Linked DNA regions of Sus scrofa: region 2 is linked to region 1. The links are chromatin contacts, called in public HiChIP or PLAC-seq maps. All regions are on one chromosome and are shown on one strand. The core of a region is the stretch at or near the end of the contact, and the rest is flanking DNA. Distances in the headings are between cores, read along the strand shown. Region 1 overlaps CDH13 (cadherin 13, H-cadherin (heart)). Region 2 overlaps CDH13 (cadherin 13, H-cadherin (heart)).

Region 1 (7,352 bases), core at 3,003-5,502:
GCATCATTTTACTGAAACACGCCATGGCAAGGAAAAATCACAATTTATAGTCTGATGGTCCTTGTATCTTTTTTAAGATACAAAACACTCGAACAGTCTATGGCTTTGAAATGTTAGCAGCATCATTTATGAGAATATGAAAAGCCATTGTTTTAAATGGTATCCATTAGAGATTGAATATAAAGACTATTTCTAAATTGCTTCCAACATTTTTTTTTTGGTCCTATCTTCTACAAATAATTAAGGGTTAGCAACTTAAAAATTAATTCTAGTGCTATGGCTATGCATCTAGCTTAATGGGTACCATAAATCAATACCATGAGATATAATCTATTTTAAGAACTCTAAAGAAAAGGTGCTATTTCAAAGAAGGCATTGTATTATTTCTTTCTCTCCAGAGTAGGAGCCTGGCCCTTGTATTCCAACCTCTGAGCTACTTACAGCATCAATTGTGAACGTGCTAGAAATGCAAAAAAAAAAAAATGCGCCTTCTCAAGACTCATGACAGGCCTGCTGCGGTGGGCTGAATGGGTGCTCCCTCACAGATATGTCAGGTCCTAATCTCCTAATCTGTGAACCTGACCGATTTTAAAAATGGGTCTTTGCCGATTTAATCAATGTAAGGATCTCAAGAAGCGATCACCCTGGATTATCAAGGCAGATGCTAAGTCCAATGGCAAATGTCCTTACAAGAGAAAAGCAGAGGGAGATTTGAGACGGAGGGTGGGGAGGGCAAGTGAAGATGGAGGCAGAGATTTAAGCAGCGCAGCCACAAGTTAAGGAACGCTGGAAACACCAAAGGCTGGGAGAGGCAGGAAGGACCCTCCCCTAGAGCCTTTGTGGGGAGCAGGGCCCTGCCAAAACCTTGAGTTTGGACTCTGGGTTCCAGAACTGTTAGGGTATAAATTTCTGTTCATTCAAACTATCAACTTGGTGGTGATTTGTTATGGCAGCCCTAAGAACTTAATAAATACCTAGTGAGTAAGAGAACCAAGTAGTGGGCCCTGCAACCAGTATTTTAGCAAGCCCTCTGGGTGACCGGTGTGTGCTCAAGGTTGAGAACTTCTGGTCAAGGTTGAGCAGCGCTGGGTAACTGAATCAATGGCTCTATTTATGACCAGTAAAGACAGGGACATTTTTTCCTGTAGGTCAGCAGAGGCTTTTCTAGACTTGTTCAAATAGACCAAGTGTGGACACTGAGCATCTTGAGCGAGGCTAGAGTCTCAGCTGGTAAGTCAATTGCTCCAGGTCAGTTCTCTAAGGCGTTCTCTCTTGGGGATTTTATCATTTACAACAGACATTTCTTTTCCTCTGAATAGGGACAGGGCAGTATGCCAGGTGCTGCATCTGTAAGCAGGTATCAGACTTGATTCGTACCCTCAAGAGTTCTGCCAACTCACAGGAGAAAGAGGACAAGTAGATGCAAAGATAAACAATTCCATCTCCAGCTTCACGTGGGCATAATGTCTTCAAAACACTCTCCTAACTTATCAAATAAGCAACTCTTCAGGCTACCAGTGTATCGCTAATGGAGTTCCTCCTCAGCTCTGGGGTGTACTAAATTGACAGTGGTGAGCTCTCCTTTCTAAAATACAAGATGCTGTTTTCCAATGAATAATGCATCCTGCTTCTCTCCCTTGCTTGTGCTCCTTACACATTAGTTTGCATATCAAGAACAACTAGACTTTCTAAAAGTCACATCAGAGCAGAAGAATGTTCACTTGTGGATACACTTTCTAGTGTTTTTTTTTTTTTTTTTTTTTTTTTTTTTTTAAATAAGAGCATTTGAGGATACCCTGAGAGAAATCAAGGTACATCACAGCTGGAGCAGACTGAGCACCTATCGGCTGCTGAGAAATGCCCCTGCCTTTGACTGAAGGGCTGATCTTCTTGACTGGTTTAAATTCAGGTACTTCTAGGATCGTTCATGAACACGGGACTCCTTGACGGTTAAATCCAGCGTGAAGAGGATGGGGCAGGCTCGCACCAGCTCTATCTCTTCTTGATCAAAGTGACACACGTACCACTGTGACCTTCAAAGTCCTTTGAGGGCACACAACCTATGGGGAGAGGTTTGCCACAGGAAGGAGGAGGGGTGCCCATGACCATGGAGGGGGTGCCAGGACATGATACGTGGAGATTATGGAAAAATAGCAGCCTGAGGCTGGCTCCATGCACAGCATCAGGGCCATGGGCTTTGGACACTAGGCAGCTCAGATCTGAACCATGCATTGCCACTCAGTGGCTGGCTGACATTTGGGCAAGTGATTTACTGTCACAGAGCCTCAGTTCTCTCAGCTCTTCTATGGGGCAATAATAGGAGTTACCTTAAAAGGTCGTTATGAGGATTACACAGCTAAACAGAGAACATTCTAGCAACAAAGCGTGGCAATATGTGTTATTTCTTCTGTTTCTGTCCTCCTCCTCTGCTATCCTGTTCTTATCAGCCTCATCCTCATCATTCAGAGTGTCACCTCACACCCTTGCAGTCCCAGGGTTGAAATCTGATCTTCCCTTCTCATTGGCTGTGTGACCTTAGAAAAGCCATGAACCTGGGGACCCTCACCTGTGCGTGGCTGTCACGCCTCTTCCCCAGCTGGTTGGTGAGGACTAGAGTTCACTCAAAGCCCCTAACACGGGGCTTAACTCTTCATAGGCGTTAAATAAAAAGTGCTGCTATGACCCAAAATAAAATGTTCATGACCCGAAACAGAGAAGGGGCTGAAAAGGCGGAGACCAGCACGTGGCAGAGGAAGGAAGCGCCTGGGCTCCCTTCCACAGCCCGTGGAGATGCCTGGAGGGCATCAGCTGACATGTGACGGATGAAGACCATCAGCTCACTTGGCATAACTGGTCACTGGCACAGCAGTGGGCAGAGGTTTTACTCGCATCCAGTCCAGGGAGTCAATGTTCCCACTTTACAGAGAAGGAACCTGATGTTTCAAAAGGGCGACATACATGCATCTGAATTAATTAGTTAATTATTAATATATCGCTTAACCGTCAGATTTCCATGCGGAAACTATTTATAATTCGCGGTCCAAGTGACCTCAGCTTTTAATGACCACATGATACCTACCTTATTGTACCAACACCGGCAGCCTGCCAGAGCTGTGGACATATGTTTATATTCTGTCATCTTTCAACAGGGACTGGGTGGAAGAAATCTTTGCAAGGACCCTCTGCTTCACCCTTCAGTGGGAGAGCTGGGTGGAGGGTTTTCCAGAATAAACCATCACACCCCCGCCTCACACCCTGAGTCTCCAGGAGGTGACGCTTTGGCCAGCTGTTGCTGCTGGCAGGAGACGCCACTTTGAAAGGAGCTGAGTTCTAGTTATCCCACCTTCCAGGTACCACTGGAAAAGGGCAGGCGGCCACGAGCAAGAAAACAATGCCTTGGAGAACTCTTGTCTCCGGCCTGTTGCTGGGGGTCATAAGCATGAGATGTTCCTGGGCTTTTCTCTTTTTCTCCAGGCACACATATAAGTCATCAGCCAATCCGTCGGCTCTGGCTTCCAGATCGACGCAGAACCTGCGCTTCACCTGCCACCGCCTGGCTTCTGCGCTTGGCTAGATTCGCCCGTGCGACTGAAACTGCCTCCCCACGCATCACCTTGCTAACATTTTCTTCCGCTTCAATCCCTTTTCCAGACACCAGCCAGGGAGGCTCAACAAAATTAAAGTGAGGCCATGCGTGCCACGCGTTGGCTCAAATTCCTTGCTGGCGTGCCTTTCCTCGTGAGTAAACGCTGCTTCTTCCCAACTCAGCTCCTGCTTCTCTCTCTCTCTTCTCACTGAGCTCCACCCACGCTGCTGCCTTGCAGCCCCTCCAACATGCCAGACAGGCCCCTGCCTCAGGACCTGGGCACAAACTATTTCCTCCAGTTATGGATGTGACTCACTTCTGGGAGGCTGTGCTCCAATACTGTTTTTTCAGATAAGCCTTCCTTCATCTCTCTGCTGAAAATGTCCCATTGTGTGCTGACCCCAGTCTGGCCCATCCTTTTTCATGCTGATTTTTTTCCTCTCCATCCTGCATTCCTAGTCACCTTGTTTATCGTTTCCCTCCACTAGAGGGAGACATAGAGTCCGTGAGGCCAGAAGTCTGGCATTAACAAGTATTTGTTGAATGAATGAATGAGTGAAAGCACAGGTTTAGCCTGGTCCCTGTGACATCAAGGGAGAGACCAATGTTGTCACATACAAGCCTGCGCCCCCTCAGGGCCAGGGAGCAGCAGCGCAGCAGCCATCCTGGTTCCTAGCCGATTCCGTGTTCCAGTAAACATGAACTTTGCCTCTGAGTCACTGGGCTCTGGCAGCAGAATGTAACAGAAATTCCGGGCGGGATTCTCATGCCACCTCCAGAAAAAGAATCGCTGCGCTCAGCCTGCGCCCGTCATTCATCATCATAAACAAGCATGTATGCTGGGAAAAGTTCCCCAGCAGTAACTGCACGTTCCCACAGCCCCTCCCAAAGGCAAGAATAATATTCCCACGAGAACGCGTGCTTTTCCAGACTGCAGAGCCCAGTGGGGAGCCGAAAGCTCCCACCCACACAGGAGGCACTTGCATGGGCACCGCCTGGCCTCAGCTTAGCGGCAGCTCTGGGTGACAGGGTCTCAGGGTATCCCACCAGGCATATCCCTGGGACACGTTATCGGGGCATCTGGGACAGTTGGATATTGCCTTATCAACTATCTGGTAGGGACCCCGCTCTGGCTCCTGAAAGGGCTGTTGCCCAGGCCTGCGCGCCAACAGCCGAGGACCCGCCATCCCAGCCGCACAGGCTCCCTTCCCCCCTTCTTTCAGCCCGTGCGTTCTCCTCTCCCTCCGCCCCTGACCCAGACTCCCTCCATCCTTCAGGGCCAGCTCCGGCCTCCCTCCTTCCCCAAGCTTGCCCCCGTCTACCCTGAGCTCTTCCTTTTCCTATTTCCTACATAATTTAAAGATGGCACCAAATAATTCAGCGTGTAATTGCAGAAGCTCTTACATTGTTATTCTTTTTGTGTGCTGCGTCTGTCTTTGAACCAGGCTGTACTCTTGGCATCTTTTGTTGTTTTATATTGCAACTTAGGGCTCGGTCTGGGGAAGCTGTGGTCCTGGGTGAGGGCCTGAAGCCATTCAGTAAGAAATGCCAAAGCAATTCCGGAACACCCGTCTAAGGAAGAGCGAACATTCCCGTGACGTTCCCGCTGCGAATTCCCTTCAAGGAACAGCTTCAGAGCCCTGGCTTCAGAACTCCATCAGGGGGGCTGTCACGATGATAGCTGAGGTTCTAGAATCTAATTCAGTTCTCTAAAATCCATGAAATAGCACTCAGAATCTTAGCTCGTTGCTTTTAAGTACGTATGCGCTCATGGCAATTTTAAGGACGCTCATAAATTATATATCATGTAAGTTATAAACAAAAATTAACATTCATTTAATACTTATAACTCACTAAGGACAGTGCTAAATACCCTTTGAGATGGGAGCTACTGATTACCTTCCTGCATGCACCCATTTTGTAGATGAGGAAAGAGACTTGCATAGGGCCAAGGGGTGATTAGGCAGTGGGGTCATGATTTAGGCTGCGGAAAACATTCAAGGAAGACAACAGAAGCAAGAAGCTTGGGTTCATGTTTTGGAAGGAGGGGTTGTGGTTCCCACAATAACTGGGAGTGCTACTAGCATTTACTCAGAGGTGGCAGTTGACACCACATGGTCCATGTACATGGGGTCTTACACCACATAGGATTGTCCCCTATAAATTCTGAGTTACCCTGATGGCCAGGCTTTGGTGGGAAAAACAGCTCCCATCTATTTATAATTATCTGGGTCTAGAATTTAACCCAGTCTTACATTTCAACCCCGAATATCTTGGCAGAGTTGCATATATTCTGCATTTCACCAGGACACAGCTACCGTGTCAAGAGAGGGAGGGTTTTTCTTTTTTTTTTTTTTTTAATTTGGATCAGAACCTACCAGTTCTGGAAAATCACTTGACTGATGGTATGGCTGAGTAACAGACCTGTGTCCCTGTGTACTTGTAGCCGATGCATTTGCTGTGACCTCGTGCAAGGATTCTCACCTTGGACAACCTCCTTCTGTCTCCCAGGTGGTTGTGCTTGAGCATTTGCCTATTTTCTTTTATTAACCTTGACACTCTTGTATAAATTATTTTTCCTGTATATTATACTTGGGGCTTATTATGTTTTAAAAAGATGTGTGGAGGCCAGTTAAGAGTTTATGAAAGTCACAGAGGGGTACTAAAGAATGTCTCAGAAGGTGTTTATTAGCCCAGAGTCCCCGGGGTTGGAGGCAGCAGAGGGCACTGCTGCCCCCAGTAGGTGGGCACCCACATATCCAGCCGTACCAACAGAGGCCAGTGCGTGGGTTGAATTAGAAAGGAAATCATCTGAGAGCTGAGAAGAGCAATCTGAGAGCAGGAGCTGGCCTGCTAAGAGCCAGGTCACTGCTCAGCCCAGGGTCGGCTCCAGTGGATTTTCCTGGCGCTTGCTCAGGAGCAGGTGGTGAGAGCAGCCCCGCACCCTGCTTTGAGGCCCCCTCTCCTGCTTCAGCTCCTCCTGCAAGGAGCCATCTCTGCCACAAGTCAGGTCACACATGGGGAACAGGAGCATCACCTCTGCTCTCAGAACGCCCGGACAGCGCAAGGGCCCCAGAGCAACAGTGGCAGACAGGGAAGGGAGGCATGACCCAGGCTGCCACCACGGCGTCTCGAGGGCTTGCTTCTTCCCAGGCTTTGTTCCCTTAAGAAAAGCCCAATGGATACAGATCTGCTGACACTTCGATCTTGGACTCCTAGCCTCTAGAACTATGGGATATAAATATCCGTTGCTTAAGGCACCCAATCTATGCTGTTTTCTTACAGTGGTCTGAGCAAACAGAGGTGCCATGCAATTCTGAGACAAGGAAGCAAATGGAAAGGCAGGTACACAAAGAATGAAGATCCCCCTGGATCATGGGGCTGTGTTGATCCCAGCTGCACAGCTGGCTGCTGTCATTGACCACACTTTAGGTACCAACCTGGAGAGCAGAGAGTAAGCCTGGCATTTTGGACAATTCATCTAGACCCTGCAGGAGTGAGCCAGTGGTGTGAGCTCCTTGAGACGGAAGCTGTGGAAGCCACACTGAGATGGATCAAATTCTCCATCAACCAGGAGCTCCCATGTAGCTCAGAGGGCTAAGGACCCGGCATTGTCACTGCAATGGGTTGGGTCCCTGCTGTGGCACAGGTTCAATCCCTGGCCTAGGAACTTCCGCATGCCACAGATGTGGCCCCCCCCGCCCCCAAAAAAGAAGGAACTCCAAAGAAGAGGCCGATCTGTATACATGGACATATAAATGATCCA
Region 2 (7,352 bases), core at 1,644-4,143, 650 kb after region 1:
AAATCCTATCTAAAGATAAGAAAAAAGAAGTAAAAGATACACTGATCGGGAAGAAATAAAACCACCTTAGCTTGCTGATAACGTAATTGTCTCTGTGCAAAATCAGAAGGAATCACCAAAACTCCTGAAAATAACAAGTGATTATGCCAAGTTTGCAGTAGACAAGGTGAACACACTTAAAAGTCAATCACCTTTCTATTTACCAGTAATTAACAAGAAAAAATTTGAAATTAAAAACATAATGTTATTTATATTAGCACCCCCCCAAAGTGAAATATTTAGGTATAAATCTAACAGGATAAGTACAAAATCTATAGGAGAAAATTACAAAACTCAAACAAAAGAAATCAAAGAACTAAATAAAGAGATACTTCATGTTCATGAATAAGAAGACTCAATATTGTCAACATGTCAACCTCCCAACTTGATCTATTATTTTATTTTATTTTATTTATTATTATGATTTTTTATTTTATTTTGTCATTTTGCCTTTTCTAGGGCTGCTCCCATGGCGTATGGAGGTTCCCAGGCTAGGGGTCTAATCGGAGCTGTAGCCGCCGGCCTACACCACAGCCACAGCAACGCAGGATCCGAGCCGCGTCTGCAACCTACACCACAGCTCACGGCAACGCCGGATCGTTAACCCACTGAGCAAGGGCAGGGATCAAACCCGCACCTCATGGTTCCTAGTCGGATTTGTTAACCGCTGAGCCACGAGGGGAACTCCCCAACTTGATCTAAAGAGTCAACAGAATCCCAATCAAATTCTAGCAAGTTATTTTTGAATATATACCAAAAAAAAAGGATTCTAAAATTTATATGAAGAGGCAAAAAAACCCAGAAAACTCACCTCAACATTGAAAAATAAGGAAGTCAGACAACTGGTACAACTCAACTTCAAGAGTTACCATAAACCTATGGTAATAAAGAGTGGGCAAATAGATAAACATATCCCTGGGACAGAATAGAGAGCCTCTTAAATACAGTCAACTGATCTTTGAGAAAGCAGCAAAGGCAACACAATGGAGCAAAAGCAATATAACTGCACAAAGAAGTATTTTCAACCAAGACTATCCAGCTAGAACAAGTGAATATCCATAGGCAAAATTCAAATCTAGACACAGACTTTACATCCTCCACAAAAATTAACACAAAATGGATTACAGACCTAAATGTAAAATACAAAATCATAAATCACCTAGAAGATAACCCAGGAGAAAAAATGCATATGGCCTTGAATATGGCAATAACTTCTTAGATATAACAGCAAAGGTATGATCCAAGAAAAAAGGAACTGATAAGCTAGGCTTCATTAAAATTGAGAACTTTTGTTCTGCAAAAGAGACTATCAAGAATAAGAAAGTAATTCAGAGACTGGGAGAAAATATTTGCAAAAGATATATATCTGACAAAGGACTATGATTCAAAATATACAAATACCTTTTAAACCAACAATAAGAAAATAAACAACCCAATTTAAAATGGGCCATAGAGTTCCCACAGTGGCACAATGGGATCAGTGGCATCTCTGCAGCTCCAGGATTCAGGTTGGATCTGTGGCCCAGGGTAGTGGGTCAAAGCATCCAGCATTGCCACAGCCATGGCATGTGTCACAACTGTGGCTCAGAACTGATCCCTGGCTCGGGGAACTTCATATCCCATGGGGCAGCTAAAAAAGAAAAAGAGAATGGACCAAAGGCATTAACAGATACCTCACCAAAGAAGATATACAGGTGGCAAACAATCATATCGAAAATGCCCAACATTATGTCATCAGGAAAATGCAAATTAAAACAACATTGAAATATCACCACTCACCTATTAGAATGGCTGATATCCGAATAACTAACAACACCAAATACTGATGAAGATATGGAGTAACAGGAAATCCCATTCATTGCTGATGGGAATGCAAATGGTACGGCCATTTTAGAAGGCAATTTGGCAGTTTCTTAGAAAACTAAACATACCATATAATCCAGCAATTGCACTCCTTGCTATTTCTCCAAAGGAGCTGAAAACTTATATCCATAAAAAAACCTGCATACAAATGTTATAACAGTTTTATTCATAATTGCCAAACTTGGAAGCAAGCAAGAGGTCCTTTAGCAGGTAAATGGATAAATAAACTGTGGTACATATAGACAATAGAATATTATTATGTGGCAATAAAGAGAAATGAGCTATTAAGACACGAAAAGACATGGAGGAAACTTAAATACATATTACTAAGTGAGAGAAGCCAATCTGAAAATGTGTTCTTCTAATTATATGACATTCTGGAAAAGGCAAACTATGAAGACAATTAAAGGATCAGGGGTTGGGGAAGAAGGACGGATGAAAAGGCAGAGCACAGAGGATTTCTAGGGTAGTGAAATAGTCCAGATGATACGATAACGACAGGTACATGTCGTTATACATTTTTCAAACCCAGAGAATGTACAACACCAAGAAGGAGCCTGAATGTAAACCATGGACTTTGAGAGATAATGATGTGTCCATGCAGGTCAGCAATTATAACAAATGCACCACTCTGCCGTGGGAGTTTGATAGTGGGGGAGGCTGTACATATGTGGGGGAAAGGAATGTATGTGAAATCTGTATACCTTCCACTCAAGTTTGCTGTCAGCCTAAAACAGCTCTTTATAATTAAGTTTATTTAAAAACTGGGGAAAAAAAAAAAAAAACGCAACCAAGTGTGAAGCTGTCTTCCTCTATTCTAGCCTATTTCATCACCATCATACACACACACACATACACACACACACACACACACACACACACACACACACACACACACACACACACACACGTCACCATCCAAATGCAGCCCGGTGACCCCTGCCTCCCTCTGGCCATGCTGAGCCAGCTGCTGTTCTCGCCCCACCTTATGCCTTTGAACCACTGGTGTCTCTGCTTGGAGTCCTCCCCACTCCCAAACCCAGCTTTGTTTGGTCATCTTCAACATGGTGTCCACTCCCAACTCAGAGGTCAGCTTTGGCCTCCCCACCTCTACTGGGCCAGATACTCTTTCTCTGCACTCCCAAATCAAAATCCAAGCGGCCCACTAGCCCAGCACTTGCTATTCTGCACCCTGACTCTCTGCTTAATTCTCTGTCTCTCCCCGGAGACAGACCAGGATCTAAAGGGTGTGTCAGGGCATTTCCAGCCTCATGCAGACTCTGGTACACAGCAGGTGCCCACCAAGTGCTAGCTGGAATTTAAACCACCTGAGTGGTGGGGCTGCTAACCCAAAGGCATCCTATTTCCACTGCTTCCTATATGGGTGGCCGTGCCTGCTTTGGGCCTCAGTTTCCCCAGTGGAAAACGAGGAATAATAATAACAGTAACAATAGCAATGCCTACTTCATGAGTTACTGTGAGGACTTAATGAATTAATATGTGTAAAATTAATATACATGAACAAGAAAACGGACTGTGGAGGAGGTGAACTTCTTCAGACTTCTAAACTGCTTTCGGCTTCCTCTACTGCACATACTAACAGTGTCACTGCTTTGGCCTCTCCCCACATTTCCCATCACTCTCAAAATAACATCCAAAGCCTTCCCATAGCCAAATCTGTCTCCTGACCTCATCTCCCATTCTTGGTTCAGCCACTATGGTCACCTCACTACTTCCAGATCAAAACCAGGCGTATTCCTGCCCCAGGGACTTTGAACTTGTTCTCTTCTCTGCCTGCCAGACTGTCTCCTCTACCACAGGCGGGTCTCAGTCGCAATGTCCCCTCTTCAGAGGCCCCTCCCCCTCAAACCTCCACCCCGTGGAAAAGAGCATCCTCAGTACACTTCACCCTTCACAGCACCTGGTGTTTGCTCGGCACTCAAGATGAACAGTTTCTTCGCTGTTTTCTTCGCCCACTTCAACGAAAGCTCTCTGAAGGCAGAGACTTGGTTGTGTCCATTGCGGCATTCTTGGTGCTTAGAACCACAGCTGCCACAGGGTGACACTCAATAAGGGTGCTGAATGGATGAATGAGCGAATGTGTGTATGAACAGATGAACCTCCAGTGCAGTGGAAAGGGAGGAAAATCGCCTAGGATTTCTTTCTGAATTCCTCCAATTCCTGCAGCACACCGTGTACTCCAGAGCCAACAGAATGAGTACAAGATGGAGAACCACAAGCCCCACGGCTTCTAAGCTCCATGGCCATAGGTTGGGCTACTTCACCTGCATAATGGGTACAATGTTAGCACCCACCTCAGGGCTGTCAGAGTATATGAGGTGGTACAAGGAAAACACTTAGCACAAGGCTGCATGGCAGTCATTACAGATTTCCCACGATTAATATTATCATCTAAGAGCCTATTCTCACCCTTTCTGTGCCTCCTGCTATCCAGCATGCAGGGAACTTGTTCCGAATATGAAACAAAAATTATTTAAATCCTGGTTCCTCTTTTCAACTGTACAGCCTTCATATCTTTACTCATAGCCTGCTCCCCTGGGGATGTCTGCCCCCAAATAAAGGTTGTCAAACATTTTAAATGTTATTAAATTGTCCAGTAAATGGGAATGCCCAAAGCAGAGAGCCAGTCAATCAGGATTATTCGAGAGCTTCAAAAAGACAGAAGGAAACCATTATTAGGTTTAAGAATATTATGTTCCCTCTCCCACACAGCCTTTATCTAAATCTTCATTTAATTGGCAGCCTTCAGCACTGTCAGAATTGCATTCTGAAAACCAGGAGAAGTTTTCAAACATTCACGCGATGTTACATGCTTGGCTCACAACTACTCAAGGGAATGATCCTTCCTGCCAGGGGTCTGGGGAGTGCCATGTCACTGACACTGCAGGGGCTGAGGAACTGACCTTGAATCAAAGAAGAAACTGACACCACCAGATCATCTCAAACCGACCTCCTGAGGCTTAAGGAGGAGAGAACTGGACCTGCTGCCTCGCCACACTCTGTGGGCGGCTCCTTGAGAACAAGAATTGGTCCCTTCCACCTCTGTATCCTCAGAACCTCCCCAACTTCCTGACACATTGTGGGCATAAATAGACGTTTCTGGAACGGCTGATGAGTATCTTTGCAGTTTTATGGAATAAAGGAAATTGCTTCTCAGGCTCAAGTGTTTCTTTCCAAGTGATTCTCCCCAGAGACCGGGCTTCGGCCACACCAAACAACTCGAGGGCCTCCCAAGCCCCAGCTGCCCGCTCCCTCCACTCCATGACTTCCTTCTGACTCTGGGCTTTGCGTGAGCACATCCCAGCCCATTTTCTGACTGTCTACTTCCTGTTGATCCTTCCAGCCCAGGTCAAATATTCCTGGTCTGCTCCAGAAAGCCCTCCTCCATTCTCCCTCTACTCTCCTCCTCTGGGCAGGGCCATTTGTCCCTCTGTGCTCCCAAAGGGCCTGAAGCTGATAACTCTTTATTTCTGTATTTTTTAATTTAAATTCTACAAGGCACTGTAGAAAGTGTGCAAAAACCCTCAGTATAGAGCTCAGCATTTTTCACAAGGTGCAAATGAGGTCAAAAAGTAAAGCACTGTCAGGTTCTCAGAAGGCCCCCTCCTGCCTTCTTTACAACCACGTGGAAAACTGTCTGGCGGTATCTATCAAAGCCAAACCGAACGGTTTTCCAAGTGGATGTATTCCCAGGTCCTTTCATCCTGTCTTGACGACGCTGACGGTTTTATCTGCTTCAACTTCTGAGTCATAAGATTCTGCATTCAGGAACTATCATCACGTTACCTCCTTATTGCTGTTACCATCCCAGAACTGGCACATGATAGGCTCTATAAATGTTGACTGAATGAATGAGTGAATGAATAAGTGAATGAATGAGAAAAAGAAAGAACATACACTCTGGGTTTGGATAATGGTCCTGAATTTCTTCCAATGGATGCTTTGTGCACTGTCCTCATTTGGAACTCACAGTAGTGGCCCGATTCTGGGTTCCCATCAGAACTCGCAAAAGACCAGATGTCCTCCAGAGATTGTTAGAGAAAAAAGGGCTTTAAAGGTCATCTGTTTTAATCAGAAAAACCAGAATTCTAGGTAAAGCAGGCCAGTTAAATTAGTTTGACAGCCAACCTCAGCAGCAAATGCAGCTTCCAGCATCTTCCTAGATTGGTTCATTTTCCAAGATCTGTGATTTTTAAATGAGGAGTAGGATCAAAGGTCAACCTTACCCCCTGGTGCACAATCTAAGTATGTGCTATAATCACATCACAGAGCGAGCTTCAAAAGCCCACAGTGTAGTGACGGCAACCGCCCGTCTATCTTCAAACCAGATGAATGGCTTTCTGATACCACTAATCAGAAAAGATGTATAAAGAGCAGCTGATCCTTATTTAACCAAGCTCTCCTCATCTTGTCACGAATGAAAAGCACATGCACAATCCTGGCCCAGGTGAGACAGAGAACTTGCTGGAAACTGCCAGAAGCCTGTTATTTTCCTGTAACCTTTCAGAGCCTGAAGTGTCATCAGTGACAGTCAGGAATGACAGACAAGCAATGCTTTTCCAAAGCGCAAGCCTCCGTGGAAATGGAGATCCAACTCTACTACATAATTCCTCCTCCCCAGCCCCTGAGCCTTGCGCAGGACAACCATCTCTGCGAAGCGCTGGGACGGCAGCGTATTCTGAGAACTCTGCTTCGATGACTGTCACTGGCAGAGGAAGGCAGCAACAATACGTTGGCTCAGCAAGTTTTTGCTTTCAAAGTGCCAGTTGGTACTTGTAGCCTCTGAGAAGATGAAAGGCTCCAAATTTCTTCTGATTGGACAGAGCTGGTCCTTCCCGAAGTGTCAGTCATGTCTGATCTTCCCTCGAGGCCACATTTCTAGCAGCCTGTTCAAATGTCATACCAATGACCCAGCCTAAGTCCTAAGGTCCGAGGCTGGGAAACCACACGGTGTTGTTTCTGCCACTGCAGGCACTGCCACGGGCAGGTGGGGATAGCAGGGGAACCAGCAGGGCCAAATGTGAAGCTGAAGCCCAGCTCTACTCCCTAGGACTGCCTGCGCGGCTTTGTTCCAGTGGCTTCCCTTCTCCGAGCCTCAGCCTCCTCATCTGTAAAGCAGGAAGGCAATACCCTCCACCCTCCGGATTCAGGATTGAAACAATGCACACTGCACTCTTTTCTCCATGCTTCACAGAAGGAACTCAATAAATATACACACCAGCTCTCTCCCAACAGGTGCAACAATAAAGATTTGGGAGATCCAGATTTGAATCCTGATTCTTACAATTATTCGCTGAAGATGATAGGTCCCTGAGGCTCAGGTTTTTTAACAGCAAAATGTCATGTGCAGCCTCCTGAGGGGCGAGGGGACATCAGTGGAGTTGCTGGGTGCGAGCACGTCTCACAAACGGAGGACTCCTCAGCTACAA

What was found. HiChIP or PLAC-seq counts read pairs in DNA pulled down with a chosen protein or histone mark.
Region 2: a contact with region 1 is called in an H3K27ac HiChIP or PLAC-seq map of skeletal muscle. The contact joins two enhancer-like sites. A contact is called at or near these places in 1 of 47 Hi-C or Micro-C datasets (embryonic fibroblasts) and 1 of 2 datasets of contacts at active chromatin or transcription factors (skeletal muscle).

Annotation. Positions count from the first base shown.
Region 1 is chr6:5,149,234-5,156,585 of Sscrofa11.1, forward strand. All of the region lies in intron 6 of CDH13 (cadherin 13, H-cadherin (heart)), which reads right to left. Among named protein-coding and RNA genes, the nearest start is that of HSBP1, 350 kb to the left of the region's middle. Within about 2 kb of position 4,253, at least 13 of the 83 cell types and tissues checked have an H3K27ac peak or open chromatin away from gene starts, as enhancers often do. A contact at or near this core is called in skeletal muscle, where this site is marked.
Region 2 is chr6:5,801,283-5,808,634 of Sscrofa11.1, forward strand. The region is part of intron 1 of CDH13 (cadherin 13, H-cadherin (heart)); the gene reads right to left. Among named protein-coding and RNA genes, the nearest start is that of CDH13, 27 kb to the right of the region's middle. Within about 2 kb of position 2,894, at least 1 of the 83 cell types and tissues checked has an H3K27ac peak or open chromatin away from gene starts, as enhancers often do. A contact at or near this core is called in skeletal muscle, where this site is marked.